Regions from separate parts of the Ovis aries genome. Here all the other regions are linked to region 1. The links are chromatin contacts, called in public Hi-C maps. All regions are on one chromosome and are shown on one strand. The core of a region is the stretch at or near the end of the contact, and the rest is flanking DNA. Distances in the headings are between cores, read along the strand shown.

Region 1 (4,681 bases), core at 1,472-3,971:
ACCTCTGACCTGCGCCACGGTTCTCCAGATGCCCCCCAGGCTTCACACAGGGGCCTGAGTGCACCTCTAAAATGAAGACCCTATTTCGTGCCCCTGCTTGCACCTTGCAATGACTATCTGGTGCCCTCAAAGTCACATTCCTTAAGAGGAAGTGTAAGACCCTTCCGCGTCTGCTCACTTATCTCTGGTCTCATTTCTCTTCTCTCACCTCTCACACTCTCATCAAATCTAAACTGCTGTAATTCTGCACACATGCCAGCATGAACTTCCTCTTCCACCTCCAGGATCTGTGCAAGCTCTACCTTCTAACTGGCAGTTCCTGCCACCCCTCCTCGCCAAATAAAGATAATCCCCTCAGCTCTCAGCCTGGGTGATATCTTATTTGTCCCCACCCTCCCCCCAACAGTTGGTTAGGTGACTCCTCTATGTTCCCCTAAACACCCTGCACATCCCCCAGCTCAGAGCCAGCCACACTCTGTAACAGTCTGTTTGCTGACCAGGGAAGCAAAACAGGAACCCATCTGAGAATAAAGATTTTAGAAGCAGATAGATCTGGGTTTGAGAATCTCCTTCACCTCTCATCAACAGTATGACATTGAGCAAGTTATTCAATTTCTGTGCTTCGAGCTGCTCATCTGTAACACGGGTTAGGAGTTCTACTTCACATGGCTGCTGCAAGACCAAAGCAGACAGGGCAGGAAAAACAGGGCAAACGGCACCTCAGAAGCACTCGGAAAGTGGGAGCCTTTAGTCCTTGATACTGGAAGTCTCTGAGAGCAGGGGCCAGGTGTAACTCAATCAGCACTTTTCTCAGCATTCACCGTAGGCACCTTGGAAATACTACTTGAATGAGATACAATGAATGAGGACAAAGAACAAAGAAGATGGGGAAAAAGATTAAGCGATGACTCAGATCTCAAGCCTAGGGCCCCAGATGTGAGGGGATAGCCAAATAACATGAAATAACTTTTTTCCAAAAGGGTAATATTCTTATAAGTAATTATTATGTGCCAGACACCGCTTTATGTATACTGCTAATTTAATCCTCACACATCCATGAAAGAGATGGTACAATTTCTACTGTACGCCTGAGGAAACAGCAGCGCCGAGAACTGAAATGACTGATCCAAGCTCCTACGATACTGATGAGCAGCAGAGCCTGAACTGAAAGCCTGCCAGTTTAGCACTAGCGTCTGCCATTGAATCATTATTCCATGCTACCTCTAAATTAAAATGAGTTAAAAAAGGGTAGCTGTAAAGGAGGCCAGAACCACAAGGGTTAGCAAAGGTGGCATTAGAAACATAATAACGTTTCAGTTTCAAAAAGAAATAATACTAAAAGACCAGAGTGATAAGAACCAAGAAAAAGATTTTTGACTTTGTGCTCATCATGACCTTCAAGGGTCAGTGAAGTAGTGAGAACAAATAAAAGGATTTACAGCGGATGCAAAGAATGAAAGTAAGGAAGGCAAGAGTCTATTCCAGTAGGTTGGCAGCAACAGCAAATACAGCCTGAGGGCAAAGGAGACACAATCAGTAGAGAAGAAATGGAAAATGTCAAAGATGAAGTAAAACACATCTGACTGAAAACCAATCATGTGTGTAATTTCTGCTAAACAACTTCAAAACTGTCTCTGGTTATGCTCAGATGTGCTTCCACAGATAAGAAGAAGACAGCTCCAGCTCCTGTGAGTTGTTCCTCTGCATGGTCACAGCATCCCGTACAAATTGGCTGCTGGTCAAGAGGGACCCTGGGTGAGAAGCGTCTATTAATGGTGTGCTAAATGGATCAGCACACCATTCCCCACACCTCCCTCAGCATAAAGCCCACCTCCCGCAACTGGTTTAAAACACGCACACACACACTGACAGGCTCCTCTGGAGAGTCTGTTCCTACTGGTCTACGGTGCTGCATCTTTCAACAAGTGCACCCCGTGATACGAAGTTTGAGAACCTGATCCAAACCCCTAGCCCGAGAAAAGCGCCCCTTGAGTCCGGCTCTCTCCTCGCCCCGCACCCCGTACACCACGCTCACAAACGCATGGGGAAAACAGACTTGAAGATGCCTCACTCAAACCTCAGTGCCATGCACATCAGTCCCAAAGGGTCAAACGTTAGAAGAAAGCTCCCTGCCCCGCCCTGGACGTTCCCAGGTAACCTCGCTGCCGACTCTGCAGCAGCTGACCAGCTGGTCAAGCACAAGCACGTCCCCACGCGGGAAAACGACTCCACCTGCAGAGACGACCCGGGTGGACGAGCCTGACGCGCGGCGGGGGGCGGTGCACGGCCGAGGGGCGCCGGGACAGAGGTCACCCGGCCGCGCTGGGCGCCCGCAGGGCCGGTGCCCCGGCCTCGGCACGGCTCTGCGAAGCGTCACAGCCGCAGAGAGGCTGGGGGAACGCGGGGACGCGGCTCCCCAGGGCCGGCCGGAGCTACCGGAGCCAGACCGCGGGAGAAGGCTGGGGGCGCGGGGTCCCGGGCCGCCGAGGCCCGCGCGGACGGCAGGCCGGAGCGGCGTCCTCACCAGAGCCTCCCTTTACTTCACGGGCGGCCGCCTCGGCTGAGGCGGGGCGGCAGGCACGGGAGGACCCAGGGGTCCTGGGGGCCGGAAGGGGGGGTGAGGGCGGGGAGGGGGCGGGGCGGAGGGCGTGAGGTTCCGGGGACGCTGGAGACGCGACCTTCCGCGCTTTACGGTCCCGGGCAAGGGTACGCCGGCGCGCATGCTCACTCGCGCACGCGCGCCGCGACGCCGTGGCGAAGCTCCGCCCCTGACACGTGGGCTTGTTTGGGTCTCGCGAGGCTCCGCCCCTGGACTGGGGCTCCCGCCTCCGCATCTTCCAAGATGGAGGCGAAGTGGAGGCCTGCATTTTCCGAGCCTGCCTTTTAGGACTCTAGCCTCGGGCCGTTGATTTTTACAGATGCTGCCGAGACGGCGGCAGCCCCGCTGGAGTGAGTGAGTGAGTGTGAGTGAGTGTGTGTGTGTGTGTGTTCTCGCTTCCGTCGGGGCGAGTGCCCAAATGTGATACCCCGTGGTCCGCAACCCAAAGACACTCTACTCCAGGGAGTAAAGGCTCTTGGACGGACATCCGCTTTGTTTTTTGGAAGTCGCCCGAGTCTTCTTGGGGAATCGCTAGCAGGGCAAATCGGGAATCCGGTCTACTGGACCGGTCCGACCTCGGAGGCCGGATAAGATCTCAGCTCTGGGCTGGATCTTTCTCTTTGCACCTTCCCTGCTAGTCTGGACCAGAAGAGGAATCATTCACTCCATCCTCTGAGGAGCTCACCGCCGACTCTTTCACCTCGCTTCCTATCACATCCTGTTTTCTCTCCTTTCTAGAACGTATCACTATGGTAGATCAGTGTTGAACGTCTTTCCAATCTAGTTGCAAAATCTACCCTCGCACACGGTACCTACATTTCATGCATGACTATGTTCTCGCACTTAGAACTGTGTTTGGCACAAAGTCCAGGAAAAATGCCCGAATGGACAGCGATCTAATGGCACAGGCTCGGCTGTGTTGGGGGCCACATTCACCAGTTCCCAGTCTTTGGATTCAAGCTCGTCTCACCACACAAGCCAGTTTTGTTTAATGGATGGCTTCTTGTGGCCAGGCGTCATGCTGGGTAAGGGAGTAAACGTTGCTTATAAAACCACTGTCCTGTTTTCAAAGCAGAGAAGAGAATCTGGGAACCGAGATAAGGAAGACACACAAACGTCTACAGAGTCACTCTCCATGCAGTGGGCACGTGGCTGGGGAGAAGCCGCGCTCCTCCCCCTGAGACTACGGTCGCTGTCACTAGACTTGACATCCAGCATTCAGTGACTCCTCGGTGAGAACCTGGTTCTGTGCGTCTCCACCATGTACCTGTGAGCCCATGTCTGCGTGGAAACCAGGGCTCTGTATGCATTCCAGTTCACACCCGTGGGGAGGGAGAGAAACAGCCAATGCCTTCAGCACACCAACCTCCACCCATAAATCATGCTGCAGTTTTGCAGTAAAACACCTGCCATTTCACAGGGAACCAGTAAGACAGGGTCATATTACAAGTGGCTCCTGTGCCAGGCATTGTGCCAGTTGAAACTTCATCACAACTGTGTGAGTTTCAGGGATCCCTAACCTCTGGGATCCAAAGCCTGACGATCTGAGGTGGAGCTGATGTGATAACAGAAATAAAAGTGCACAATCAATGTACTGCGCTTTATTCATCCAGAAACCATCCCTCCTACCCCAGTTGGTGGAAAAACTGTCTTCCATGGAACTGGCCCCTGATGCCCAAAAGGTTGGGGATAGCTGAATTCCTGCACCTGTGAGGAAAGTGAGGCCTATAAAAGCATATTCTCATGTTACAGATAATGAAAACCAGGCCTCACATGTAATATTTACATGAAGTAGTAAATATTCAAGTCAGTGCTAAGAAATGTGGTAGAGACAGTGGTGGTACATTAGGACCACCTAGGGAATCTAAACCTGTTTTGTCAGAATGAGCCGGAATCAACAAGGCTGAAAGACACATCAGGTAGTTCCTGGAAGTTCCAGAAACTTCCCTTATATCTAGAAATAGCAGTTGTGTAAAGCTTTGTGGATGATGTAGGGCTTGAGCTGGTTCTTAAAGAAGCTCTGTCCATATAAACCAGCAGTAGGTGGCGCTGTGGCCTAGGAAATGGGGTTTCCTGGGTTTA
Region 2 (4,681 bases), core at 1,022-3,521, 190 kb after region 1:
AGCCAGCCAAAGAACAACTGACATTCAAGAAAAGCCTCCAACATGAGAGGAGACCAAAGCAGACAAAGAGAAGAAACTCGGAAAAAAGAAATGTGATGAAAGAAATGGTAATAAGTAAGTAAATAAAATAAATCCAAACTTAAAATGCCAAGGGAAAAAAATCAAAATAAAACTTTAATAGAAGGATTGTAAAATACACCTGAAGAACTCTCAGAAAACAAAAGACAGTAAAAAATAATAATATTAAAAGGTTAAGTCAGAGTACTTGACTAACTGAAGTACAAGAATGAGAACTCAAAATGGAAAAAAAAAGTGAAGCAAAACCTCTGGTCAAGATGGAACCATAAACTCTCTTCCCACTAAGAATCCCAATTCAGTAAATTTCCTCAAAAATTATACTGAAAAGAAAAAAGGAGACTACAGATGAAACTCCATTATTAATTCCATCCTTAGGGCACTTAAAAATATGCAAAACCACACTACTATATGGGATTTATAAATATAAGGTAGTATAAAAAAGCCCAAGCATAAAAAATACCCAGTTAAGGAGCTGGAAGGTGCTGGCTTACCTACGAGGCTTTGACTATAGAATTTATTTCTTTAAGAAAAAGAAAGAAAGAAAAACTCTACCAAAAGGTCAAAGTCAAAATTTGTTAGATACGGGTGGTGAATGGACCAATCTTTTAAAAGTTATTCAGATTAAAAATTATACAGATGTGTAGAATAGTCTTTTGGACTCTGTGGGAGAGAAAGAGGGTTGGATGATTTGGGAGAATGGCACTGAAACATGTATAATATCATATATGAAACGAGTCGCCAGTCCAGGTTCAATGCATGATACTGGATGCTTGGGGCTGGTGCACTGAGATGACCCAGAGGGATGGTACTGGGAGGGAGAAGGGAGGGGGTGTTCAGGATGGGGAACACGTGTATACCTGTGGTGGATTCATGTTGATGTATGGCAAAACCAGTACAATATTGTAAAGTAATTAACCTCCAATTAAAATAAATAAATTTATATTTTAATAAATAAAAATTATTCTGTGCACTTTTCAGTATGGTTAACATTAAAAAGTGAAATTTCTTCCCATGATATGCCAGTTCTGATTAGAGAACAAAAGTTCTGGTGAGATGTGAAAGGCCCAGAGCCAAATCCCAGCCTCATTCATCGGTGTATCCTACACAAGAAGTACACAGCAGATGCTAAATACTTACTGAATTACCCACCATACATACACCTAAAAACGCAAAACCAATCAACTTCTAAGAACGTATCAGCACCCAATATTGACAGACAGAAGAGATAGAGAACAACGCCATCCTGGAAGAAAGTTCCCTACACAGCGCCGTGCTGGAGCAAAGCTTCCCCATCAATGTGGGCCAACACAAAACCCGCCAGGCCTGGGGTTGAGCAGGGGCGAGTCGGCGGGTCCCCGCCATGCCGTGAGCAGCCCGTAGACATCCGGTGGTTTTCCCAAGCTTTCTTACTCAGATTTCAACCAATGTCCACGCTAAGCGCGATGAAGACTCCCAATTAAAAAGACGACGAGGCGCGAGCGGGGAGTCGGGCCGACCTGGGTTCGAATCCGTGTTCGGTCACGTCCTACCTGAGGACCTTACTTAGGACGGTTGCCCAGCTTCCCTGTTCGACTTATTCGTCTTTAAAAAGTGGGGATAATACAAGTATTTACGTCACAGTGTTGCTGTGAGGTAAAGCTGGATAGAACCATAGGTCTTTCGTTCAACTTGAAAGTGAGGCAAGTAGCGGGCACTTCGTGCGACAGCAGTTATCTGCACACGAAGAGTCCGGGGCTCCGCTCCCGGGAGAGCGACCAGGGACCTCTGACTCCGGGCCAGCGACCTCTTGACCCCAGCCCTGCGGCGAACTCTGCTCCTTGCAGGAATCCGGAGTTGCTTCCTTCCCCGCCCCACCCGCACCTCGGGGGCCGCCCCAGCAGCCCCGAAAGAACGGGAATTTAGGTGCCTCGGCCCCGACCCTTGGGACCGCCCGGAGCGCCCAAATCTCCTCAGACCACCGACTTCAAGCCCGCCCCCAGCCCAACTCGGGCCCTGCGTCCAGGGACCCAGGGGAAGTCGTCCCGGACCCAGACGCCCAAGGCCTGGGGAGAGGCAAGCGCCCACCTCACCTGAAGCCGGAGCACACGGTCAGACTCGCCAGGTCGCCGGAGGCGCAGCAGCCCCCATAGGAAAACTTGCCGGACTGGCTACTACAGCCACTTGCCAGCAGCTCAAGCTGCCCGCCTGAGGTGCTGCCTCGGCATGTTCCTATTGGGCAGCAGTTCCAGCCGGTAGCCAATACCCTCTCTTCTTCTTTCTCTGGTCGCCGCTGACTGAAACAGCGGCGCTCTCATTGGCTGACCCTTCGTAAACGGGGTAGGCAGGACCACGCGCAAGGAAGCCTCGTACAATTGGTAGAAATCAACGTCCGTCAACACACGCCCAGCCCCCAAAGAGAAAAACGGAAGAAGGCTTTTACCGCTCTTTGTTTGAACTTTGTGGCGGGAGGAAGTTGTAAGGGAAAGATGTTTTAGCCCATTTTGAAAAGATGAAAATATTAAAACTGTGCCTCATGCTGTTTCGCCTAAAGTCTTTGGTGAAGAAGATGCCTGTCACCAAAACCAACGTTAGCATTTGTACTTTTTTTTCATCTTCCTGCGTTTAAGGGAGCTTCTACTGAGCAAGATTAGTATGAGGAGAAAGGAATTTTATTTTGTAAACAAATACAAAATATTATGGAGCAGAAAGAAAAATATTTTGAATGATTCTCACTGTTGTATAAGTAGTGGCAGAGGAGCCATTACTTGTATATACCACCTGAAACTGTCACAACATTGTTAGTCATCTACGCTGCTGCTGAGTCGCTCCAGTCGCGTCCGACTCTGCGTGACCCCGTAGACGGCAGCCCACCGGGCTCCCCCGTCCCTGGGATTCTCCAGGCAAGAACACTGGAGTGGGTTGCCATTTCCTTCTCCAATGCATGAAAGTGAAAAGTGAAAGTGAAGTTGCTCAGTCGTACCCGACTCTTCGCGACCCCATGGACTGCAGCCCACCAGGCTCCTCTGTCCATGGGATTTTCCAGGCAAGAGTACTGGAGTGGGGTGCCATTGCCTTTTCTGTAGCCATCTATACTCCAATATAAAATTAAAAGTTAAATAAATTTAAATAACATATTCAAACAGACGTACATAAAAATCAATAGCATCTTTATCTGTAATAGCCAAAAATTATAAACAACTCAAATGTTTATCAGCAGATCAAAGGATAATGCCATAGCTTTCAACTATTTTTCAGCTAGAAAAGGAATAAATTAAAGATACATGTGATTACATGGATGAATCTCAAAATAGTTATACTGAAAGAAGGCAAATTTATCATATATCATATGATTACATTTATATAAAATTTTAAAACACAAACTAATCAGTAATGATAGAAAGCAGGTCAGTGGTTGCCTAGGGAAATGGGGGTGGTAGGGTGGTGGGAGGGAGTGATTGTAAAGGAGCATGAAGAAGCTTTGGGAATGGATGCACATGTCCATTATCTTGATTGTGGTGGTGCATATATATGTCAAAACATCAAATCACACATGTGAAACGTGTAATCCACTGTGGGACAATTATACCTCAAAAATGCCATTTAAATCAGAATTGCAGGGCAGGAGTGAAGAGGGGGTTTGACTGTATGCACATAATAGGACTTTGGGGCATGATGGTAATGTTTGTCATCTTGATGGGGGTCTGGATCAGTCATGCGTATGAATTTATTAATCTCATCAAATGGTATATTTAGGATTTGTGTATTTCACAACATGGAAACATTACCTTCCCCCTTCAAACAAACAAACAACCACCACCACCCTGTAAACAAATATTGAACTGCAGTTAATAATATAAATGCTGAAATGTTTAGTGATGAATTGTGTTGATGTTTGAAATTTTCTTCTAAATGCATAAAAAATAAGGATGGATCAACAGTAGGAAGAAGACAGGCTAAATTGATAAGTATGTGATAAAATATGGTGAATTGTTAGGTGTAGAATCTAGGTGGTGACTATTCAGATGTTCAGAGCATAACTCTACTGACATTTCTGAGTATTTGAAAATTTTTATATTTATAAATGTTGAGGAAAAAATTAGGTATAGGGCTTTGGAAGCTGTCTTGTGCGAGTCAGGGGTCCCTGAAGATTAAGCTTTATTACTAATACTTTTACAGTGAATCCGCCTCTGCAGGTGGATCTGCCAGAGCATGTATAACCTATAAGGGAGAACTTATGCTGTAGCCCCTATAGCTACAGAGAACAAAAGATTTCAAAGATGAAAATAGTACTGCCCGATGATTAGCTCGAGAAAAGCCTCAGTGTTCAACCTGTCCTTGTTGATTCTTTTTTAACTTAAAAATGTTCTAGGTTTAAAAACATCAAGAATAAATAAAAGATAAAAAGGAATAGAAATGAACCATAATTTTATTCCCCAGATTATAAGCTCCAATTTATTTTGCCGATTTTTTTTTTAATTTAACTTTATGGAACGATAGTAGTGTTAGTTTCAGGTGTACAGCAGAGTGATCCACTTACGCATGTAAATATATTCCTCCTTTTTTAGATTCTTTTCTCATATAGGCTATCACAGAATATTGAATAGAGTTCCCTGTGCTATCGAGT
Region 3 (4,681 bases), core at 1,162-3,661, 130 kb after region 1:
AAAAAAAAGTAGTTTAAAACTAGCTCCACCTCTTAAAGAATATATATAGTTGTTCATGGTACTATTCTTTCAATTTTTATGTATATAAAATAGGAGGAAAAAAAAAACCAAACAACTGGAAATTTGGAATAAACCCCTGCCCTCCAAAAGTCCCCTCTTTCAATTTACATGACATCTTTTCTTTCATAAAACAGACTCCATTAGTTTACTTCACCTTCAATCAGTCAACACTATTTACTGAGTCTAGGCACTGAATTAGGTACTCTGGAAAGCTACAAAGGAAGTACAAGACCTAGTAACTACCTTCAAAGAGTTTAAATAACATCCCCAGAAAGGAAGGAAAATGTAGTTACCGAAACAATATCCCTGCTGAGAGTCTTACACTCAAAGGTGGAACTACAGGACCTGCACTTTCAGGCCAGGTTTTGTACAGTAAATAATGCAAGAAATACAGTATCTAGCTAACTAACCCGACTCCAAAAGTGCTCAGATCTGGTATTTATGGATCATATATGCTGCTGCACACTTCTACAAGCATGACAAAGGAACACTGCTCCTGTGAGTGACAGAATCCACGTGTCCTTAATACATGTCAAGAAAGAGGTACTCCTAGAAAGGGCCACTTTCCCTAATAACATCCTGTTTCTGCCACAAACTACTCACCAAATGTTTGGTCTTCAACATTACGATCCTAGTTTGAGAGAACAGCATGTATTTTATATCCTCAAAGGCAAACAGAAAATTTCAAGAAGCGTGACACAGTTGAGAATCTTAGCCGTACTGACTAGAGACGTAGGTGAAGGATCAAGAACAAGGGATTCTTTTTCTAATTTCCAAATTGTAGATAAGTCATCGAAGGCTCCACATTTCTGGTGGCTCTAGAAATTTCCTTTCTCTCTGTCCCCTGAGCATGTATATCTTTTCCTCTTGTGAATTACTCTGTATGGACTACCAGAGCAAATATCAGGTGGGATAAGGGGGGAAAAAACTGCCAAGACTAGCCTGTTTCTACAAACCAATGGTCTTCCTGTGACCATGAACATCTTAGGCAATTCTGATAACAATTTTCCAAATAAAACTGTATCAAGCAATGGTTTCATTCTATGCCAACTTTGGGGCCTTTGTTTAAACGTTGGAAAAAGTGTCCCTACCAGATTTGCTCCCAAACTTTGATAACTGTCAAAACTGCACTTAACGTCTGCAGCATTAAATCTAGAGAGTTCTGTGTTACTAAACTGAATGGCATCAAAGAACATCAAAACAAGACGGCATTAAGAGGTACAGTCAGACAGGCAAAAAGATCAGAAAGCAAAGACCTCACAGCCCAGCTTCAAACGCTGCCTCAACTTCTCAAGCTTCGGGACCACTTGGGATTTATTACAAATTGACCAAAAGACGTGAAGGAAAAAAAAAAAAAGCATATATTAGTTTCAGCAGCTGATAAATAACAGGAATTTTTGAATTACAGAAGAATAGGGTAAAGACAGTAAATCTGGCTGCAGACTACAATACACATCAGAACAGAACCCGAGCTGTCTAAACATTACCTACTGCCAATAAACAGCAGGGCATTCTTTACCAGCTGAAGTACGCCAACCATCTTTCACGTTTTAAAGAGCTGCTACAAATTACCCAAATCGAAAAGGGGAGCAAAATCCTACACAGGTCTTCACCGAGGAGCCACCGCGCTTAGAGCATCACACAAAAGACCGGAGCAAACACAGACCCGCTTGGGCCTCGGCCGACGGCGGCCAGGAGCCGGGGTGGGCGTCCCAGACCCCCGCCGGGAGCGAGGGAGGGCTGGGGGTGGGGTCCCCTCCCCGGAGCGCGCCGGGGAGCGGGCGGCCGCGCAGAGGAAGCGAGAGGCGCGGCCGCGGCGTCAGCGGCTGCCCAGGCCGCCCGGCGTCCGCGGCGGCCAGGCCTGCGCGCCCGGCGCCCGGCGCCTCACCTCTCGCACGTCCTGCAGGCACTCCAGCACAGCCAGGTTGTTGCTCCAGGTGTGCTTGGGACACACACGGCTCACGTCCTCCCGGCAGGATTCTTCCTCCGCCAGCTTCCAGCCCCCGCCAGCCCCGCCGGGCCCTGCTCCGCCCCGCCGGACCGGAGACCCGCCCGCGGGGAACGGCGGCTGCTGCTGCTGAGGCTGCTGCTGCTGAGGCTGCTGCTGCTGCGGCTGCTGCTGCAACTGAGATGACTGAGGCAGCAGGAGCTGACCCGGCAGCACGCCGCCTCCCGGCTGCGCTCCGAGGGGAAGAAGGTTGCTCCCCGGGCCCGGGCCCTGCCCGTGGCCGCCCGGGCCCTGGATTTTCTGCGCGCCGTCCGCCGCGAGCAGCAGCAGCGGCAGCGCCGCCGCCAAGCGGAACATCCTCAGTACACGTCCACACGCCGCCATCTTGAGTCCGCGGCGAGCTCGACGTGCCCGCCGGCGCCGCGTATTTAAATGAGGGGGCGGGGCGGGGCGGGGCCGGCTGGGTCCCTCGAACCCCTCCCGCCGCGCGGACCCGCCGCTGGGCGCCGAGCGCGCACGCCGCCGGGCTCTGAGGGCCGGCGCCCCGGACCTCGGCCGGCGAGAGGGCGACGCTGGGCGTCTCTGGCGCACCTTCAGATCCCTGGGGAGGACCGCCTTGCCTAATTTCTTTGGTTGTCCGTCACCAAAAGAAAAAAAAAGGATTGGGATTGCCACAACCAAGATGGCCGGTAGACTGTGTCACCCGTTCTGTGACTTGAAAGAAAAAACTTTATGCGTAGAGGTGAGCCTTACACGATAAGGTGTATTCCGATATCCAGGAACCTCTTCTTGCACTTCTCCCTTCCTTCCATCTGCCTCAGAAGCTTCTCTTACCCAGAGAGGAAGGCAGCGCTGAATCAGGGTTAGGAGCACTGGTTCCAGAAGAAAGAGCCCGTTATTCTAGCTCTTGGCAGACTAGACAAATCTTTTAATTTCTCTGAGCCTCCTCGTCTGAGAAGGCAGAGGAGGAGCTCTAATGTGAAGTATAATTGTGAAGATTAGAAATAAAGTGGCTGGCCCACAATATGGGATTCAAAAAGTTATAACCAATATTATGAATAAACCGGGAAACCCTTTGTATCTGAGCCAGATTTTAAACCCACATTTCGAGGAGGAAGTAGCAAAACATGCTGAGGCCTCAGGTTGGTTGTGCCTCGGTAATTGGCTTGTTGTCCTGCATGCAGCATCTTTAGCAGCACTATAGGTGGGAATGGTGGTTTCACTTCTCACTAGTCCCCCCTCCTCCACAGGAGAGAGATACCTTCCCAAAGCATCTTCACATCTATTGTGTCATTTGAGCTATGCATCAGGCCTGAGTTGGGTTCTCACTCAGCTGAAGAACGGCAGAGATGGTAACAGTTCTGCACAGCAGGGTTAAATGTCCTGCCCAGGATGAACTTTGCCAGCCTGGAACCAGAACCCCTGGCCTCTCACTTGGTGCGGTGCACTTTTATCCCACCCTGCCGGTATACCGTGGTGGGGAATCAGGGCAGCTTGGGACATGTGATCCCCACGGGTCATCCATGTTCACAAATGCAGCTTCTGCTGTCCTGACCCACAAATGGGCAGTGAAGACCGACAAGACATAACTAGAACCTGAGAAATTGGGTGGGGGTTCATGGACTCCATAAGGAACTGCTGAAAATAAGAATATTCTGGGGGTACCAACTGCTCACTGTGGCTGACACAGGCCTCTGTTTTTAGAAATGAGGGCATGTTCCTGACATTTCTGCCAAAACTTCCTCAAGCTACTGCCATAATGTGGTCCTGAGCGTTAGTCACTCAGTTGTGTCTAACTCTTTGTGATTCCATGGACTCTCCATGAAATTCTCCAGGCAAGAATATTGGAGTGGGTTGCCATTCCCTTCTCCAGGGGATCTTCTTGACCCAGGGATTGAACCCAGGTCTTCTGCATCACAGACAGATTCTTTACCATCTGAGCTACGAGGGAAGCCCCATGTGGTCCTAAGGCTATGGCCAACTTTGAACATTGACTAAGATAGTCCAGGGTAGACCAGATAAATGTACATGTTCCTTAACAGATGATGGCACCACACTCCAGTACTCTTGCCTGGAAATTTCCATGGACGGAGGAGGCTGGTGGGCTGCAATCCATGGGGTCGCGAAGAGTCAGACACGACTGAGCGACTTCGCTTTCACTTTTCACTTTCATGCATTGGAGAAGGAAATGGCAACCCACTCCAGTGTTCTTGCCTGGAGAATCCCAGGGATGGGGGAGCCTGGTGGGGTGCCGTCTATGGGGTCGCACAGAGTCGGACACAACTGAAGCGACTCAGCAGCAGCAGTAGCAGCATAGGTAAGTCTCAGGCAGGCTAGAGACCTGAAGTTCTTGAAAAGCCACTAAGGGTCATTACTTTTTTGAGGGGGTTGGGGGTGGGGAGGGAGGCATGCCATGCCATTTGTGGTATCTTAGTTCCCCAACCAGGGATTGAACCTGGGCCCTCAGCAGTGAAAGCACTGAGTCCTAACCACTGCATCAGAGGCATCAATGTTCAGTAATGGGTCTGCGTGTACTCAGACAACAAATGAGAGTTTATTTTAAGCCAGTTTAAGGCTAAAAATTGACCATCTGCTAAGAGAAGCCAGCAGTTGCCTGTCTCTCAGCCTGCACTGAGGAAACCCTGCACCCGGCCGCAGATTGCCTCTGGAGAT

The links. Hi-C and Micro-C count contacts between places; a contact is called where the count stands out from the background.
Region 2: a Hi-C map of liver shows a contact between it and region 1, with 3 times the contacts expected there. The contact joins the promoter of RFWD3 here to the promoter of LOC101115897 in region 1. A contact is called at or near these places in 2 of 16 Hi-C or Micro-C datasets (liver and muscle).
Region 3: a contact with region 1 is called in a Hi-C map of muscle, with 2.7 times the contacts expected there. The contact joins the promoter of GLG1 here to the promoter of LOC101115897 in region 1. A contact is called at or near these places in 2 of 16 Hi-C or Micro-C datasets (muscle and skin fibroblasts).

Annotation. Positions count from the first base shown.
Region 1 is chr14:1,409,849-1,414,529 of ARS-UI_Ramb_v3.0, forward strand. It overlaps LOC101115897 (pyruvate dehydrogenase phosphatase regulatory subunit, mitochondrial), which reads right to left and starts at 2,722. Exons shown (of 18, transcript XM_027977619.3): 1 at 2,233-2,722.
Region 2 is chr14:1,600,787-1,605,467 of ARS-UI_Ramb_v3.0, forward strand. RFWD3 (ring finger and WD repeat domain 3) reads right to left here and starts at 2,272. Exons shown (of 13, transcript XM_042231465.1): 1 at 2,148-2,272. MLKL (mixed lineage kinase domain like pseudokinase) reads right to left here. Exons shown (of 12, transcript XM_060398249.1): 12 at 3,208-4,681.
Region 3 is chr14:1,543,393-1,548,073 of ARS-UI_Ramb_v3.0, forward strand. GLG1 (golgi glycoprotein 1) reads right to left here and starts at 2,412. Exons shown (of 26, transcript XM_015100366.3): 1 at 1,949-2,412. The coding sequence starts at 2,392. LOC132657716 (a long non-coding RNA gene) reads left to right here and starts at 1,852. Exons shown (of 2, transcript XR_009596248.1): 1 at 1,852-2,750.